Linked DNA regions of Hordeum vulgare: region 2 is linked to region 1. The links are chromatin contacts, called in public Hi-C maps. All regions are on one chromosome and are shown on one strand. The core of a region is the stretch at or near the end of the contact, and the rest is flanking DNA. Distances in the headings are between cores, read along the strand shown.

Evidence for each region. Hi-C and Micro-C count contacts between places; a contact is called where the count stands out from the background.
Region 2: a Hi-C map of leaf shows a contact between it and region 1, with 4 times the contacts expected there. The contact joins the promoter of LOC123427179 here to the promoter of LOC123427176 in region 1. A contact is called at or near these places in 4 of 6 Hi-C or Micro-C datasets (leaf and seedling) and 1 of 1 datasets of contacts at active chromatin or transcription factors (embryo).

What each region holds. Positions count from the first base shown.
Region 1 is chr2H:549,378,157-549,383,840 of MorexV3_pseudomolecules_assembly, forward strand. LOC123427176 (trafficking protein particle complex subunit 2-like) reads left to right here and starts at 2,017. Exons shown (of 5, transcript XM_045111156.1): 1 at 2,017-2,137; 2 at 3,935-4,050; 3 at 4,568-4,653; 4 at 4,835-4,982; 5 at 5,491-5,684. The coding sequence starts at 3,970. The coding sequence ends at 5,583. LOC123427175 (dol-P-Glc:Glc(2)Man(9)GlcNAc(2)-PP-Dol alpha-1,2-glucosyltransferase) reads right to left here and starts at 1,878. Exons shown (of 9, transcript XM_045111154.1): 1 at 1,732-1,878; 2 at 1,528-1,667; 3 at 951-1,039; 4 at 542-875; 5 at 1-209. The coding sequence starts at 1,617.
Region 2 is chr2H:549,511,260-549,516,901 of MorexV3_pseudomolecules_assembly, forward strand. LOC123427179 reads right to left here and starts at 3,621. Exons shown (of 2, transcript XM_045111159.1): 1 at 3,085-3,621; 2 at 2,763-2,992. The coding sequence starts at 3,519. The coding sequence ends at 2,888. It overlaps LOC123427177 (adenine phosphoribosyltransferase 2-like), which reads left to right. Exons shown (of 7, transcript XM_045111158.1): 4 at 92-241; 5 at 1,049-1,107; 6 at 1,620-1,702; 7 at 1,782-2,127. The coding sequence ends at 1,676.

The sequences.
Region 1 (5,684 bases), core at 767-3,266:
TTAGCTCGTCGTCTTCTCAAACCTAAAGCACTGACTTTGTTATCCCTGTCAGACTCTTTTGTCCTTGACTTATCTGTTAGTTCACTGTTCTCATCAGAAAGGCAGTCACCAAGAGGAAGATCTTGTACATATTCAATGGCTCCATTGGCAGCAAAAAATATCATCCATATTACATTAGTCTGCCGGAAAAGTATTGAGAGAGCACCGAACTGCAGGCAAAAGGAACGAAAATAATTAACAAAGGCAGGAAGTATATCAAAAACTTCAATGTGAAATGAGTGTTTTTTTTTAATTCGTGAAATGAGTGGTTTGGTTGTTAAAAAATGATGTGGGGTACTGAACTTTTTTTTTATGAACAACCTTCGCCATCAAGTATGTTACAAACAAATTTTACGAACGTATAACTTCCTGTAACTCAAGCAAGCTAAAAAAGCTACTGTTGTGAGCACAATAAATCAACAAATAATGTATACGCTATTGTCTCCGCAAAATGCAACCTTATCTCACTGAAAGGTATAAAGAGCCGCGTTCAAACACTCACCAGTGCACTGACCCAAAAGCGTTTCTTCAAGCAGGACAGGTACATCGCAAGAACTGCAGCTAATGATGCGACATCAGTATAATACAGAAAGGTAAAGAACCAGTGAACAGGATACAACGCTACAAGAATAGCATAAGCAGTTGCCTTCGTCTTGCCAATTCCTGGCTTGATACGCAGAAGCAGATCATGGACAAGAACACCGCAAACCATTGCCATTATAACATTAGTTGACCGGAGAAGTGCCGTGGTGCAAAGGGGGTCAAATGCCTCTGCTGCCTTAATAGCCCATGCACCAGGGAACAGAGAAGCAAGATATGCTAAAGAAATGTAGTACCTGCGAAATTGCAGACAACAGTTCGTCACAAGAAAAAAATTGAGTTTGAAACAATAAGGAGTAGTCAAAGCTCACAGGCCAGGAGGGGTGGTGATCATGGGATCCCATGTTAAGAAATCTCCACGGCAATAGTGCTGCGCCTGTGGAACATGGAATATCTCATCCTAAAAACAAACAATAAAGTGGTAGTGGACATGTTATCATGTTATATTTGGAAGCATATTGTGCTATACACATTTTCAGAATGAGAATACAGCGAGATTAGACAATCATGGATCCTAAAGATCTTGCTACAGCTCTACCTATGCCCCACATCTGCTTGCCAAATCTATTTTTTTTTTCAGTAGAACTCAACTTTCTATATAACCATGAAACTATAACTCAGGAAATTCCTTCGTGCGAACGATGACATTTTCCCACATGAGAACCAATGCTACCATATTGATGCAAATGTTTGTGCCTAATATCTTACTTGTATAAGCAGCATTACAATTTCAGACCCTAAAGGTTGAGGATGTTGTGAAACAAAAGGGATCGCTGTTTCCCAATTAGCAGTTCTTCAGATAACTAGATTGCCTTAGTACCACTGTACTTCATCATCAAACTATAATCAAGTGACATCAGACATGCATATCCTGGCAAGAGGACTCACCATGTAGGGGTCAGGCACGATGGAGTCAACCAAGGCGGCGATCGGGATAGCCCATGCGGCCACCGCGGCGGCGACGGCCAGCCTCCCCATCCCGCAAGGCGGGGCTCTCAACTCCGGGAACCCTACTTGAGAGAGCTACCCTGCTTCAGATCCAGTTCAGCGCTCGGGACTCGGAAGCACAGAGCTCATCACACGAGTCCTCACCAGGTTATCGGAGGCTATGCAGGCCCGCGCCGTCGGAGCGAGCTCGCCGGCGATACGACGGCGGCCGGACGGCTCTACGCTGCTGCTGCTGCTGCCGGCGTCTCGCCGGAGGTCTCAGGCTAGACGACCGGTGGAGATTTCAGAGCCGCGACACCTCGGCCCAGTCGTTTGTAACATACCGGCTCGAGCAGGAAGGCCCACGACTCTGCCTGCCCAATGCACCGGCCCGGCCCGGCCCGGCCCAACCAGCGGCGGCAGGTACCTAGCGAACGGGAAAGAGGGCGAAGTCTCATTCGTTGCGCTTAGATCTCTCGCCCCCTGATCTCTCCCGAGGCGCGAGCAGGACGACGCCGGCGGGCGGCTCCGGCGACCGGAGACTCTGCGGTCTTCCCTCCGCCCTTTCCATGTGAGCAGCTCCTACTCTTCTTCTCCCCCATCTCGGGTTTTCTTAGGTTTGGATGGATCAGCTTAGTCTTTGCTTAATCGGCAGCGGATAGCCTGTGAAAAGAATCGACAGGGAGCAGCAGTGTTGTTGCAAGACTTGCTGAGTCTAATCGGCTGAAGGGAAATGTATTGTGTAGGGCATATCACGCCCAGTTGAATACTGGCTTCGCTAGTTTTAGCTAGACCTAGGATCTTGACAAAGCCACTTGGCCAAGAAGGAATTGATATAGAAGTGAGGACCAGTGGGAGTAGAATTATATTGAGATCTGATGAATGGTTGGGATATGCAAAAGTCTCGCGTTGGTCTTAAATACAATTGCGATCAGAGTATCTTCAAATCCCTCTGATTCTTAGTGCTTGATACATTCTTAGATCACTTGGGGCCTCAACGAAAGAGCCCTCTGATTTTGAAGTATATCTCCAGTCCAATATAAGCTGGTGTTTCTTGCCACCGATTGCTGTAAACATCTGTAGTGAGATGCCTAGAACTTCTTGAACCAGACTTGGTTTGGCCATAGTATTGACTTCAGTCACAAACTCACCCATACTTGAGAAGAATATGTTGTGGCTGTTATAGTTTTATTATGCTGTTATTCTACTCTGAGCATGAGCAGTGAGCAATTGTTGAAATTTTGCTATACAACTCATGGTTTCATGTTAATCAAACTGGGAGATGCCCTCTATTTCTAAAAAAATGTTGAAATCTTAGTAATTAAACTAGATAAAACCTTTGATTATGCAACTAAGCGTTATTCCACTGAACTACGATTTTAACACACAAAAAAAACCTATGTCTAGGAAAAGCACAAGTTTATAGATTTTTGGTACAAACACAGCTTGCATCTTAACAGCAACAGGGCCATAACTAAAATGTGTTAGCGCACAGAAGTGAGATGATATTTGGTTGCAGTTAAAGTCTCTTAGTACAAAGCAACAGAAGGCATGCACACAAGCTGGCATTTCTTGCCACAGATTGCTATAAACATCTAGTGAGATGCCTAGAATTTCTTCAACAAGACTTGGTTTAACCATAGTATCAACTTAAGTCACAAATTCACCCATACTTGCGGAGGATAAGTTGTAGCTGTTAAGATTTTTATGAGCAATTGTTGAAATTTTGCTATATGAGTCATGGTTTCATGTTACTGGAACTGGGAGATGCCCTCTGTTTCTAAAACAAATGTTGAAATTTTGCTAATAAAACTAGATAAAACCTATGAATGTGCACCTTTTCATGTCAGTTTTTCACACATGCTCCAATCTCTACAATCTGAGCAATCGGGAGTTATTCCATTGAACCATGATTTTAACACACAAAAAAACCTATTTCTAGTAGAAGCACAAGTTTACAGAGTTTTCGGTACAGACACAGCTTGAGTCTTAACAGCAACAGAGCCATAACTAAAATGTGTTAGCCTACAGAAGTGAGATGATATCCAGTTGCAGTTAAAGTCTCTTAGTAAAAGCAACAGAAGGCATGCACATCAGTAATCAGTTACAGCCTTAAAGATAGATTAACAACAAATTTGCACTTGGATAGAGCCATAGAGGGGGAAAATGTAATCCTATCTGGCTTGGCTAGATGCTGATAACATGTTCATTATTAGTTTTGGGTGTATAAATGCTCCTTGAGCTAGGATAATGGTGCGTTGGATTTTTGCCGATGATTAGTTTCTATGCTCAACTGTATTTCTGCCTAACCATCAAACTTACTTACTAATATTTTGTAAAACTAATATTTTGTTTACAACATCTGAAGATTGCTGTCAGAGTGGAACAAATCTGTTGCTGGAAATGGCAAGTACAGCATGTTTCGTGATTGTAAGTAAGAACGACATCCCAATATATGAAGCAGAAGTTGGATCCGCACCAAAGGTATGTGTCCCGCACTCCATCTTCTTTCCATCTATTGCATTTAGCTATTTGTTTGGTAAAAATATTCGGATGTAAAAAAATGAAAATATTTAGTAGATAAACATAAGTTATGTTGGATGATGCTCTTAAATATTATATCAAATATAGCGAAAATATGTACTCCCTCTGATCCGAAATAAGTGTCGTGGATTGGAGGGAGTAGGAAATAACAATTAACAGGGTGCTGTTAGATTCTTCTCTCTGAGTTAAAAAAAGTGTTGCATGTTGTATCTTTGCCCCTGTACACATGATTTCCTGTATTTATTTATGCTTGATGCCTCCTGGTTAGGTTTCATAATTTCATTTGTTCCCAGGAAATTTAAGAACTTCTATGTAATAGTAGTGTTCATTGATATGCAAGTATACGTTAGAACCTTCTTGACATGGGGGTGACTGGGATCTGTCTTTTGTGGTGTAGTCATATTGAATTACTACTAAATTGCATGTCTAATCTTCTGGAATTTATTTTCCCTTTCAGAAAGAAGATCTGGCTTATCACCATCAGTTCATCCTACATGCTGCGTTAGATGTTGTTCAGGACCTAGCATGGACCACAAATGCAATGTGAGATTCTATTGGTTGGTTAATTTTGTTGTGTAGGATACACCCAAAAAAAACTGTGTGTTTTTTCTCTATGACACTATCCAATAATACCACAGCCCAAGAATAGTCTTCTTATATAACTATTATATTGTTTCCCTCATCTGACCCTTTCTCTGCATTGTACTGTATGTTATTTTGCCAGGTTCCTGAGGTCGGTTGATAGATTTAATGATCTTGTGGTGTCTGTTTATGTAACCGCCGGTCATACTAGATTCATGCTGCTCCACGATTCACGCAGCGAGGATGGAATAAAAAGCTTTTTTCAAGAGGTCCATGAACTTTACATCAAGGTAAGACGATTGTCTATCGGTCCATTACGATCTGGAGAATCCTCTTGGCGCATTTTAGTTTGCTTTAAATGCTCGATTAAGTGTACACAGACGTCAATTGTCAAATCATGCGCACCGAACAGTAAGGCCACTGAGTATCCATTTTTGTGGTGAAGACAATTTCTGGCGGCATCGGTCTATTGTCTTTTGCTATGCTTTTATCAAGATGCTCCGTCTGTGTCAAGGTGATGGCGCTTGTCTACCCTGTAAATAGGAAACCGATGGGTGGACGATATGGGTCAAAACCGCATGGCTTGCTTATGAATCCCATACATTGCAAAGCTACTTTCCCTAAAAAAAAAGGCATGCAAGGTTACTCGCTGATGCGGAATTGTGCCCCGTTTCCATAATAAATCGTGACAAGTGCCTGCAGCCTCGTTCTAGAAGATCTTACATGTAATATCAGTCAGGGTCTTGATATGATAAATGATAAAGTTTTCATACAAATTTCGTGTGTGTTTTGCTGCAGATATTCCTCAACCCGCTGTATCTGCCTGGCTCTCGCATCGCATCGTCTCATTTCGACACCAAGGTGAGGGCTCTCGCAAGGAAGTATCTGTAGCGCGCGGCCGCGGAGCAGCTTGGCGTCGTACAGCAGAAGCAGGGCCGGCAAAAGATAATCCACCGCGGTTGTTCTCTTGTCATCTACGTATGTTGCTGAAT
Region 2 (5,642 bases), core at 2,371-4,870, 130 kb after region 1:
GTTTACTGTATTTTCTCCAAAAGAAAAAAAAAAGAAAACAGTCGTTAGTGGTTTACAAAATGTGCTAATTTCGCTCTACAAAATAACGAAGGCGAGGTGATTTCCGAGACTTATACGCTTGAGTACGGGACGGATTGCTTGGAGATGCATGTTGGCGCCGTCGAACCTGGCGAGCGTGTGGTGGTGGTTGATGATCTGGTTGCAACCGGTGGAACACTTTCTGCAGCTATAAAACTTCTTGGTGAGTCTCTCCCTCTTCTTCTCTCTAAGATTGGTGCACATGCAGATGGAATGTGAATAATTCTTGCATGGAGCTTCTGCTACACCAGCACTCTAGTAGTCCAGTAAATAAATATAACGGGGATAAGTAAGTCAAAGGATGTGTGATGCTGATATGGAATAATCTCTGATAGTCTTGCCAAAAAAGACGCATCGAGTATCATGCAGTGTAGCCACTTAAGCATCTCAACATCTTAGTGATAAGTGACAACATGTAGTAGAGTAGAGGACCATCATGTTTTATTGACAAGAAGCAAAGTTTGCCCGTGAGTGTGACAAATTCCTGTTTGAAAGATAAGCCCTATATACGGGGGTAGCTACTAGCTAATTACATAAAGGTGTGGCTTTGATGCGACTGGACTAATAATTTCCTTCTTTTTCATGCTACCAAGAGGAAACTTTGTACTACCCCCGTCCCGGTGTATAAGTCATTTGCTTAGTTCTAGGTCGATAATTTAACTATCTAAATATGTATCATATGTAATAAAAAATATATATTTAGAAACTACATCCGTGTAAAAATCTAGTGATATACTTTTCATGACATATAACACATATTTAATTCCTTAAATCGGTGACCTAGAACTACGCTAATGACTTATAGACCGGGACGGAGGGAGTAGATAAGTATCGAGCATTCACGTCACAGAGAAAACGAGGAGTTCTAATTACATGTCTCGCTCAATCATATGAATATATCATGAGCTAACAACATGAAAATGTCTTTTGACTAATCTTTTCATGATTGGTGCAATTATTTGCATTCCAGAACGTGCCGCAGCTGATGTTGTTGAGTGTGCATGCCTCATTGGACTCCCCAAGTTTAAGGTACGCAAGGGCTAAGGTGAAACAACCCTAGCTAACAAATTTACTACTACAAGTATTGCACTACTATGCGACTTGGACAGATGAATTGAGAAAGCAATGAACAAAATAAGCACTGAGCTGACAGGTTACTAAACTTACCTGTGACCAACTTATCTAGAAGAATCCTAATTTGCAAACCCTACTAGGACTTCCCTATTTTACTTACAGGAACACATCAACCTAGGCTTATATGTTCTCCTCTATGAACATACTTGCTGTAAATTGAACATATCAGGGATTGTGAGAAAAAATGGAAGCTTGAGTTTGGAAAATATACCACAAATAGAAACACTACATGCATACATTTTCCCCCGACAATGGAAGCTTTTCGTTGATTTTATCATCGCATCAAGAATATAGACATCAATCAAATATTTAACACATGGAAAATACATATTTCTAAGAGTGGCAAATGTATTTAATACCATGATATTTATTTTGGAATGGAGGGAGTAACTTTGTGTATTCTGCAGGATTTCTACAAGCTCGATGGAAAGCCAGTTTACATACTGGTGGAGTCCCGCAAATAAAAAATGAAATGATGATGATTGATCAGGCAAGTGTTTATAGTCTGATTGTTGAAATATCTGTCAGTAGTTTTTGTTAATGTTTTTCCAACATATTTTGCAACACAGCGAGGCCTGAACTAATTCTGGCCTTGTTTCTTCGTCAGAGAAAGGATGACAGCTTCATTCATTTGCAAGGGCGCGCACGGTGGATGTGCATTGATAAGTCTGCAGTACACTGTTAGGGGCAGCTGCTATTGCTAAGTGTCTTGATGGAGAGTGTGAGATAGATGAGATGTAGTCTTCCTAGCACTAGTTTTTCCAGTAGTAGAGTATTTGATGAGAGCTTTGTAGTTATTTCTGTCGGGAATCACCGCTGTTAGCCGCAAAGAAAAGAACCATCCTGTTGTTCAGGTTCTTTTATGAGATTTTTGTGTGTGCATCTAAGCATTAATTTATTCCATTGTCTCTAAAATTGAAGCATCGGTAGTTTCTGAACAAGAAAGTTACATCGGTAGTTTCTGAACTTAAGCTATGAAAATAGAACAGCCTGGTTGGTTCAGGAGGTTTGATCAGTTTTCCTGAGCAAAATCTTGCCACGATACCGATCTTGGCACACCGGCGGAGCACGGGAGCTGCTGCTGGGACGCCGATCTCAGAATGCCGGAGCCGGAAGGACGCGCGAACTGCTGCTGCGATGTCGACCTCGGCATGTGGCCCGAGGAGAGCAGCGGGGAGCTCGCCGTGTGGGGGTCAGCGAACTGCTGGCACGAGACCGACCTGGGCATACCGCCGGCGCGGTGGAGCCTGCACCGGAAGGAGCCAGGGTGCTCGGTTGGCGAGCAGATGCAGTGCCCCTTCGCCTTGGCTGGCACCTTGGCCGCCGTGGCGGCGATCTTGGAAGCCATCTTCAGAGCCCCGGTTGAAAGTTGAAACTGTCGGGTGATCCGGCGCGTTTTGTTTGTTTTAGTTGCGATTCCCGCGGGCTATTTGTAACGGAATTGCAGGGTGGATTTCGACTCGGATTCAGGTTCGTTACGATTCCATCAGAAACCTGATGATCGGTTGCAAACTGAAACTAACTGACGGAAAAATAGGACGCACACTGAATAGAGAAACTGGCGATAGTTTACTACTACACATGACAGGCAACTTACAAACACGCTCGAACTCATCAATAATCAAACATAAGAACAAGGAAGTTGCGGGCGCGATCGATCAATCGATGGGTGGATTCAGAGCATTGGAAGCATCGTCTGGAGCAGGGGAGCCGGCCGGGACCGGCGGTGCCGCGCCTTGAACTTCCTGATGGCCGCTGTGAGCACCCTCCTCCACCCCTCCTGAACAACCCAAGCCAACAGAAACCTCGTAACCCAATGGAAGATTCGGAGAGCGAGCTCAAGCTCGGAGGGGTTCATGTGCAGGGAACTACCTTGGTGGGGGCGGGCGATGGCAGCGGCGGCGACAAATCCAGCTTCTTCGCCCTGCCCGTCTCGTGGAGGTCGAGGAACGAGCCGTCCCGCCGCAGCCGCCGGCGCCGCCACCTCGACCTGCCGCCGCCTCCGGCGGCAGCGTCCTTGAGCCTGCTCCCGGCCCTCGCCCGGCGCCTCAGCTTGGCGATGAGGAAGTCCCTGGAACCGGCTCCGCCGGAGGCCGGCGACTCGCTCGGGATCTTGTTGATCGGGGACCAGATGCCGCTCTGGCAGTAGTCGAAGTCGTAGGCGGAGGAGTCGGGGAACTTGCCGAGGAGGCCCCGCGACATTGACTGCTCCAGGTACTCCACCGTCACCACGCGCTCCACCACCATCACCGCGGTGGATGGGTTGCCGTTGTCGCCGCCGGCGTCTGCCTCGGCCTTGCTGTTCATCTTGGCTCAGGGCTCGAGGAAGTGCTTGGAGTTGAGAAGGAGCAGAGGGAATGGAGAGCGTGGTGATCGGAGGAAGGGAGGGAAATGGGTGGGAAATGGAGGAGATCAGTGGAAGTGACCGTTGTGGTGTCTGGGCGGGCACTCGACCGTTGGGATCTGGAGGGTTCGTGGCACTGGTAAGTGGGGTCTGGAACTGCCTGCACCAAAGCTGATGCGTACGTCAAATATTTGTGAGGGATTCAAAAATGCTAAACATACAAAGAGTTACATAAAGTTACACGCTGATTAGGATTGTTTCTTCCTAACTAACCACTCATCCCCTGATTTTTAAGAGGGTGAGGCCCTCATCTCCCTTAATCTCCAATCAAAATCCGCCTGTTTGTAAAACCTATGTAGAGTTATGTATGTGTAGCATGGCTCGTGAGGGATTGGGGCGAAGTATTTCTGTTCTTTCTCCGTATGCAAATCATAATGGGAAACTCTTTGTATCATAGTCTGGTAAGATTTCAACGTCAGACCAGTCGAACGTCGTTGATCTTCTTCAAATCTGATGCTAGGGAGTAGTCTTGCTTTTGTAAATAATGAAATAAATTAAATCACCCCGTAACTTCCGCGCGTACCCCAGATTCCAATCGGGACACATATTTTCCTCCATCCTGAGCTCACCTCTCGGTCCTCGCCAGATCCCCTTTCCCCTGCTTCGCCACCTGCATCTCCTACTCTCCTCTTCGTCCTCGTCGAGCAGCACAGAGAGCTCACCAGCCAGTTCCGCTCCCCTGCTCCTCCTTCTCTCATCGTACCGTCGCGCACATATGTGGTCACGACGCCCTCCACTACCATGCGGCAAGCAAACATGGTCGGGGAGGCTGACTAGCGGCGACATGCGCGGGTGGCAGGTACATCAGGCACCGAGGAAACTGCATAGCGACTTGTACGTGATTGCAATTGCGGGTTGCATCGTGCAGCCGTTCTTCTCCGTGTTGACGGTGCGGGAACTCACGCAACTAATGATAGGAAACTACGCCTTGCATCTAGTTTCTTGTCAATTTTACTGTAAGCAATGAATACTCTTATTTGGAACGATTCTATCATCCTCAGATTATGTTTATTCTTGTGAAACAATGTTACTTGACTAATTGGTTGCATCAGGGCCCTCACTTTGTTAATAATCTTGTTTTAGCAGACAATGCAGCCAACAAGTGACGCGGTTTCTTGATCTCTCATGCCCCCTCGCCGCCCTGGGCTCTGTCATAATCATGCTTCCAGTTAACACGAATTATGTTCTGAACATAGTATCTTCATGCTTCTTATCCATGGTGATTTTAAATTATAATACATATGCTACTTCGTGGGAGAGTATGCTTCCATAGATAGACAAACCTCACTGAAATTTGTATGTAGGTGACACCAAACATGCATCCCTATGTTGCCGCAAACTTAGTTCGTTTCTATGTTCGATATTCTATACCTCAAAAGAGAAGCCAGATTCATATACTGTACATATTTCATGCTTTCAGCGAGCTTCTGAATCTATCTTCTTTTGTTTATGTAGTTTGCTTCCATCTTTTTTCCAATGTCGAATACTCAGTCATACATATCTGCATTGTGTGTGTCCTAAAGTTGCAGCATGGTACCATCCAATCTTATATTTGTTTAGCTTCATAAATTTTCTTCGACCACTACCAAGCATGTTTCATTCTTTCTCGCTTTTTTATTCCAACGGCCTTGCTTCCGTTGGTTTCTATGTATGCTTCTGTTGAATAGATGTTTTGTTGCTTGCAGTGATATCTTCCTTACCTGACATGTTTTTATGGTTCAAGTGTTTATTTTGCTGGTAATTAAATTGCGCTTCTACCACTATCAATGTGTGCTTGTTTTATTTCTTGCACATTTCCTTGTCTTCTCATCTATTTCAAATATTTTCCACAATATTTCATTATTTCTTGCATATATTTTTATGGTTTCCAATTTCGACGGCAACCGCTGTGAGTATCGGCTTCCATTAATTATCATCATGGATAATCCTATGTTTTTGACAATAAGGCTAAGATTGTTGTTCACATACCCACTGCATGCAACTACGCTTCATGGTTTATTAACACCTGTATATCTGTTATGGTGAG